Linked DNA regions of Zea mays: region 2 is linked to region 1. A link is a contact called in public Hi-C data. All regions are on one chromosome and are shown on one strand. Each heading gives the region's core, a stretch centred on a gene start, on an enhancer-like site or on the middle of the called end of the contact. The rest is flanking DNA. Distances are from core to core; before and after follow the strand shown. Region 1 holds the start of LOC100192755. Region 2 holds the start of LOC100192731.

Region 1 (3,009 bases), core at 48-2,547:
ACTCGTGCCGCCGCGTCTCGGGCCGCCCGCACAGCGCCTGCGAGCACAGCCGCAGCGCGCCGGCGCCGTCCTCCTCGGGCGAGGAGCCGCTCCCGCCGCCCGCCGCCACCGCCGCCGCCGTACCCAGCGGCCGCGACGCGAACCAGTCCGCCAGGAACCGGTTGGCCGCGTGCGGCTCCCCGGCCGCGGCGCGGCACCCGAAGTCGCTCAGGAGGCACGAGTGACGCCGAGTCGGGTGGGGCGCCGCCTTGCCGAGCAGCTGCGGCGGCGGCGAGGCGGCGACCGCCGCGAGCTCGCGCGCGTTCGCCTGGATCAGGAGGCGCCGCCCGTCCAGCACGGACCGCCGCACGCCGTAGCCGTCCTGGAGGCAGTGCCCCAGCTCGCGGAGCGCGCCCACGTGGCCCAGCGACGCCGCGCGCGCGCACAGCGCGGCTCCGGCGCGGAGGTCGCGGTCGTCCTTGCCCCCGCCGCTGCCGTTGAACTGGACCACGGCCAGCGAGTAGAGCGCCTCGCGGTGCCCGCCCACCGCCGCCGCCGCCATCAGCGCCGCGCCCGAGCCGCGGATCCCCAGGCAGTAGAACCGAATCTGCATCCATCCATGCATCGAGCGCCGTCAGCGCGATCCAACGCAACGCCTAGCTAGCCGGGACGGCAAAAGACGATTCCTCCTCTGTACAAGTCCAACGATTGTAGCTTCCTGTCCTTACCATGCCAAGGAGGTAGCACGCTTCCAGGCTGCCCGCGTCGGCGCAGCGCTGCAGGAACCGGTGCGCCTCCTCCGACCAGGCCTTGGCGCGCACCGCCAGGCACCGCGGCGACGCCCGCGCCAGCACCACCTTGCTCTGCCCGAGCTCCCTGAACCTCTTGCACCTGCGCACGCACAGAAGTCGAGGTTACAACTCCAACTCCAATCGCCCGTCGACTTCCCGGCTCACGTCACCTTGCACAAAACAGGCACAACATATTGTACATATACTGGACGTACGTGAGCATGGCGCCGGCGAGATCGGCCGGCGAACTGGCGGACGCGGCGACGTCCCGTAGTATGGAGACGACGAGATCGTCAGGCAGCTCTTCGAACATGTCTCTGCCCACCGGGCGGACACCTGGAGTGCCGGCCGCCGCTGGCGACCCCTCGGCCGCCGCCGTCCTGCGCCGCTTCCGGCGTTGCGCCTCCGGCCCCTCGCCCGGCGCCGTGGCCGCCGCCGCCGCGTGGCAGGCACCGCGCCTCGTCTTCATAGCCGTACGTTCTTTTTTTGTGGCGAACCGTTCCTAGTTGCAGTTCTTTGGTGATGAGAGGGAGAGAGAGGAGAGGAGAGGAGAGGAGGGGGTGCCTGTATCTGTTATGGCGAAGGTGCCGGAGGAGGACAGTTATATATAGTATAGGATAGGAAGCCCAAGGCAGGCAAGGAGAGGAGCACAACTGCACAACATGGTCGTCGCGTCGTGGCGTGGGGTGGGCGAGGAAGGGGAAGCGCCGAGCGCGGGTTCGGTTCCACCACTCCGTTTCCGTTCCGTTGCGGGTTCGGTCAACAGGGACGCTGACCGGAGGGGAGGGTTGCTTCACGGGGAGCACGCTTGGATGCAAAGCCTCTCCTTTCTTGATACTCCCCCCACCCTCCTCTCTCTTTCTCTCTCTCTCATGTCCTTTTTTTCCCCACTCTCTACCTTTCTATGTTCTATCTATCTCTCTTCTCAGCTTTTGAGGCACATATCTCCTCTCTTTTTTCTTTCCGTTTTTTTAATTTCCTTCAGTTTTAAAGAGAGAGGAAACCTGGAGGTGGTGGGGCACTGAGGACTGGACCCATTCATGCATGATTGTGGTGGCCTCCTGCCAATGCATCAGTGCAATTTCCACCCTCCTTGGCTTTGCTTTTCTCGGGCTAGGTTGTTTGCCTGGTTTGTTTATTATTCGTTGCTGGTTCTATTTCCTGGTCCCTGATAAAGGAGAGAAAGAGGGAGTGTGTGTGGGGGCCATGGGGTTTGTTCCTCCTGTCCTCCCTCCCCTCGTATATGGTTTGGTAGCATCATCAACCATCAGTCAGTCAGTCACATAGCTAGGGTTGGTGACATGGAAATCTTGCTGGATGCTGACACGGTTTTTGGCATGGCATCGGCATGCATGTCAGATTGCAGCGGCAGTCACATAGGGGGAGGATTGATGCCGCAACGAATGGAAGCCGTGCTTCCTTGCTTTCATGTGATTGGTGCTGTGTATTGCTAACAATTGAAGCTTTGGCTGCCTAATCTGGTGCCCCCCCTCCCCTCCATAGCATAAATAAATGGAATTAAATTAGCCTGCCGGTGATTGTTTTGGCTCTAAGGAAATGGTTGCTTGGGCGCACTGCAGAATTTGGTGGGCGTTACTGATTTTGATTAACCAACCTGCTGATTATTACGCTCCTCTCCATGATTGCTTTCGTGGTTTTTTTTTGGCGAGAACGGCGGGTAGAGAGGTACGGTATCGCTGCCGAGGGAAATTAGCTACGTTGTTGTCCCTCGTCATGCCATTTATTTGGCATCTTTTTGCCAAATCCATTGCTTGATTTTTATTATCTGACAGCTTATTATTTCGTATCACCCTTCTTTAAGTTGCTTGATTTGTTGCATTGGTTAAAGTTTTTTGTTCAAGACCACCAGCGCACAATATTTCATTTTAAATCTGAGATGATTCGGCAAGGTTAACGCTATCCTTTTTTTGTTTGAAGGCGGCAGCTAGCTATTCACAGTTTTCTTGCTAACTAAGCCGAGCGAGAGCGCGTCCGGTGAGAATGGAAACTGTGAAGAGCTCCATTAAAAAAAACGAGAGACGTTTTGATCCTTGCCATAAAAAGTGAGACGTTTTGATGGGGAGGAAAAGACAGGTGGAGCATTAGAAGTATTATTTATGCATGTTCGTATGAAACCTCGTTAGCATTGACAATAAGTCGAGTTCAGTTGTTTTCACCGTATTCAACACCTACCATTAATTTCCTCAATGCCGCAAAACAGGTAAAAAGCTACTCTCTC
Region 2 (3,172 bases), core at 95-2,594, 480 kb before region 1:
CCGAGTCCGTTTACAAAATTTAAATTTCAAATTTGAAAACTTCACACGAATTTTTTTATGATAAGATGATTTCAAATTAAAAATTTGTCAATTACAAAGTTTCATTACATTTCAAGACCTACAACTTTTATTTTAGTGTTTTTTCCATCCGATGTAGTTTGAAAAATCCAAAATTTAAAATTCAAACATAGTTTTGCATGACAAGGTAATTTCAAACCAAAACACTATCAACTATAAAGTTTCATAACTTTTCAAAACCTATAACTTTCATGTTGGTGGTTTTTCCATTCGAGGTCGTTTTCAAAATTAAAATTTGTTAAATTCAGATGTAGTTTTTGTTGACAAGATGACTTCAAATGAAAAAGTTGCCAACAATAAAATTCTATAACTTCTCAAGATCTACAAAGTTTATTTTGTTTATTTGGTTATTTGTTCATCCACATGATGGTTCTAACATTATTCACAAATCTTGTATATCTCTCTTGTTGTTTCATAAACTACGAGAGAAATATGTTTTATTAACAAATTTACTTTTATTTTGTCATATGAAGAAATGATCAAATATAAATTATATATCTTGATGAGTTATACAAATTTGTAATTGAAAACTTTTCATTTGAAATTAATTTACCGCTTCAAAATATGATTTTTAAACTATCTTTGCCTAGTGTTGAAAAAAACACTTGGCAAAGAAGCTCTTTGCCTAATGTCAAAAAAACAATTGGGAAAGAAGCTCTTTAACTAGTGTTAAAAAAACACTCGGCAAAGAAACTCTTTGCCGAGCGTCAAAAATAAAAATACTTGACAAAGAGTTTCTTTGCCGAGTGTTTTTTTACCGAGAGTTTTTTACTTGGCACTCGGCAAAGAGCTTTTTTGTCGAGTGCCCGAAAGAAAAACACTCGGCAAATCATTTTGTACTTGGCAAAGAGCCGAATTCCGGTAGTGATAATAGTCACCTATAGAGATAAATTTATAGAGACGGCCGGGGTTAGAGCTACCTCTATAACTTATCTTTAAAGACGGTTTATTTTATGGGGCGTCTTTGTGTTTTGAAAATCATTTTTAGTACATAAAGAACAAAATAATTTCAATTTTATTATGATGTAATAAGAATCTTCGTTGCCTAAAAAGCCTAGATATGATATTTAGCTGGCCTTTCCGAAAGAAATCCATATATGCTGAGCTATGTGTGACAAAGACACACACGATGTATCTTAAGAATCGAGTTGTTCGTTTGAGTTTAATGCCAAGCCAACTGTTCGGACTGTTGTAGTTGTGTAATCTATGTAATCTATAAAGACAAAACAGTATAAAATTATAGAAGTCGGTACGGATCAAAGCCTGATGTCCAATCCACGTACTCTTCTTTTACCTCTTTATTGAAGGTTAAGCACAAGAACAATGTTCCCCAAAGAACAAAGAACATAATTACTTAAAGTACAGTTCCCATCCATTTCTAGCTACTTAAACCCTAGTTCAAGAAAAGCATCTTCGTCTGCATACCACCTTTATTAACCCCTTCTACTTACATGCATGTAATTTTTCGGTCGATCTCCAAGTTATTCATACAGCAGCGGTAGCCTTGGCAGACCAGACCAGAGAGGCAAAAATTGCTAGTAGCAGTAGCAGTAGCAGCTAGAAGCCATGTTAATAATTTTTGTTTCACCATGCACACTACCTCTTAATTAAGTGTTGCTGGTTAATTCATTAGTTGGCACTTGGCAGCACGGATGGACGATGGATGTGAATGAAGATGCATGCACGATGCGGTGGCCATGGGCGTCAGGCGGTGCTCCTCTCGAGCATCTCGCAGAAGCGCTTGAAGGAGTCGAGCTTCTGCAGCTTGAGCTGGCGGTGGATGCGGCGGATGAAGACGTCGGCGACGTGGTCGATCTCGTCCTCGAGGCTGAACTCGGCGGCGTTGCCGTCGCCGGCCTCCCGCGCCCTGGCGTCGCGCATGACGTCGATGACCGAGCCCGGCGCGTTGACCAGCTCGTCGTCCTCGTCGGCGAACAGCGAGTGGGTGAGGTAGTCGTCGCTGTCCTCCTCCTCCTCCTCCTGCGGCGGCGGCTCCGCCTCGTGGGCGCCCAGCTCCGCGGAGAAGCTGTAGCTGGGGGGCTTGTAGAGCACGATGGCCTTATTCCTGCCGCCGCCGCCGCCGCCGTCTTCGTCGCTGCTGTCGCGCTGCTGCTTGCCGGCGCCGTTGTCTGCTGCTTCCTGCTGCTGCCCCATGATGGCGTGGATCTTGTGGTTGATGGCGGTGACGAGCAGCTTCTTGTTGCGGAGGATGCCGAAGATGAGGAGGCGCGTCTTGAGGGCGCTGGTCTTGACGCGCACCGCCGTGGACTTGGCCTTGACTACCGCCACGATGGTCGACACCATCTGCTTCAGGAACCTCGACGCCTTGCCCTTCATCTTAGTTGTTACACACTTGCCTCGCTAGCTTGCAGCTGCAGTATGTAGCGGCTGTAGCGTGGAGAGATTCTTGTGGATGGTGGTGTCAGTGTGTGTGTATGTGACGGACAGTACTGGCCGGCTAGCGACGATTGGAGTGTGTTGTTGGATGGTTGGACATGGAGTTTGGCCTGTGGGACGCCGTGGGTATATATAGAGGTCGGCTGGGCACAAGCCCTCATCTTGAGGGGCAGGAATGGAGCTAGGGCACAGGGGCAGGGTCGAGGAGGAGGATATCTGGATTCTGGAGCCTGCAGCCAGGAGGAGGTCAGCACTCAGCAAGTGGTGGGCTTTGTGTGTTTGCATGCATGTGCTGCTAGAAGCTTCAGGGTTACTCTGGAACCAAAAGCAACCGGTTTAACACCGCACGACACGGGGTGGATATCCCCCCGGGTTAAGGAATGGAATGGGCGCGAGAACAGAGGAAAATATGATGCCGGGCGCGCCAAAGGTTAGCGAGAAAGCGAAAGCAGCCGTAACAACAGGTGATCAAAGGCGGTGGGCACGCACGCACGCATGCATGCATGCAAATTAAGCTGGCTAGTACGGAGAGTAAAAGTTGATGGATGCGTCGTGTCTGCGCGCGCGCTTTGCGCTCTCAGAAAAATAAAAGGAGCTTGGGGGATGGGGGGTGTGGCATCATGCATGCATGGTCCAGCTACGCTGTAGCCAAACGCCCAGCCATATGGGATCACCGTCAAGGATTACAGATCCGCTC

The links. A called contact is a pair of places that touch in the nucleus more often than the background predicts.
Region 2: a Hi-C map of bundle sheath shows a contact between it and region 1, with 6 times the contacts expected there. The contact joins the promoter of LOC100192731 here to the promoter of LOC100192755 in region 1. A contact is called at or near these places in 2 of 25 Hi-C or Micro-C datasets (bundle sheath and ear).

Annotation. Positions count from the first base shown.
Region 1 is chr2:74,559,430-74,562,438 of Zm-B73-REFERENCE-NAM-5.0, reverse strand. LOC100192755 reads right to left here and starts at 1,297. Exons shown (of 3, transcript NM_001367490.1): 1 at 986-1,297; 2 at 708-870; 3 at 1-586. The coding sequence starts at 1,239.
Region 2 is chr2:75,043,808-75,046,979 of Zm-B73-REFERENCE-NAM-5.0, reverse strand. LOC100192731 reads left to right here and starts at 1,344. Exons shown (of 1, transcript NM_001137931.3): 1 at 1,344-2,559. The coding sequence starts at 1,738. The coding sequence ends at 2,463.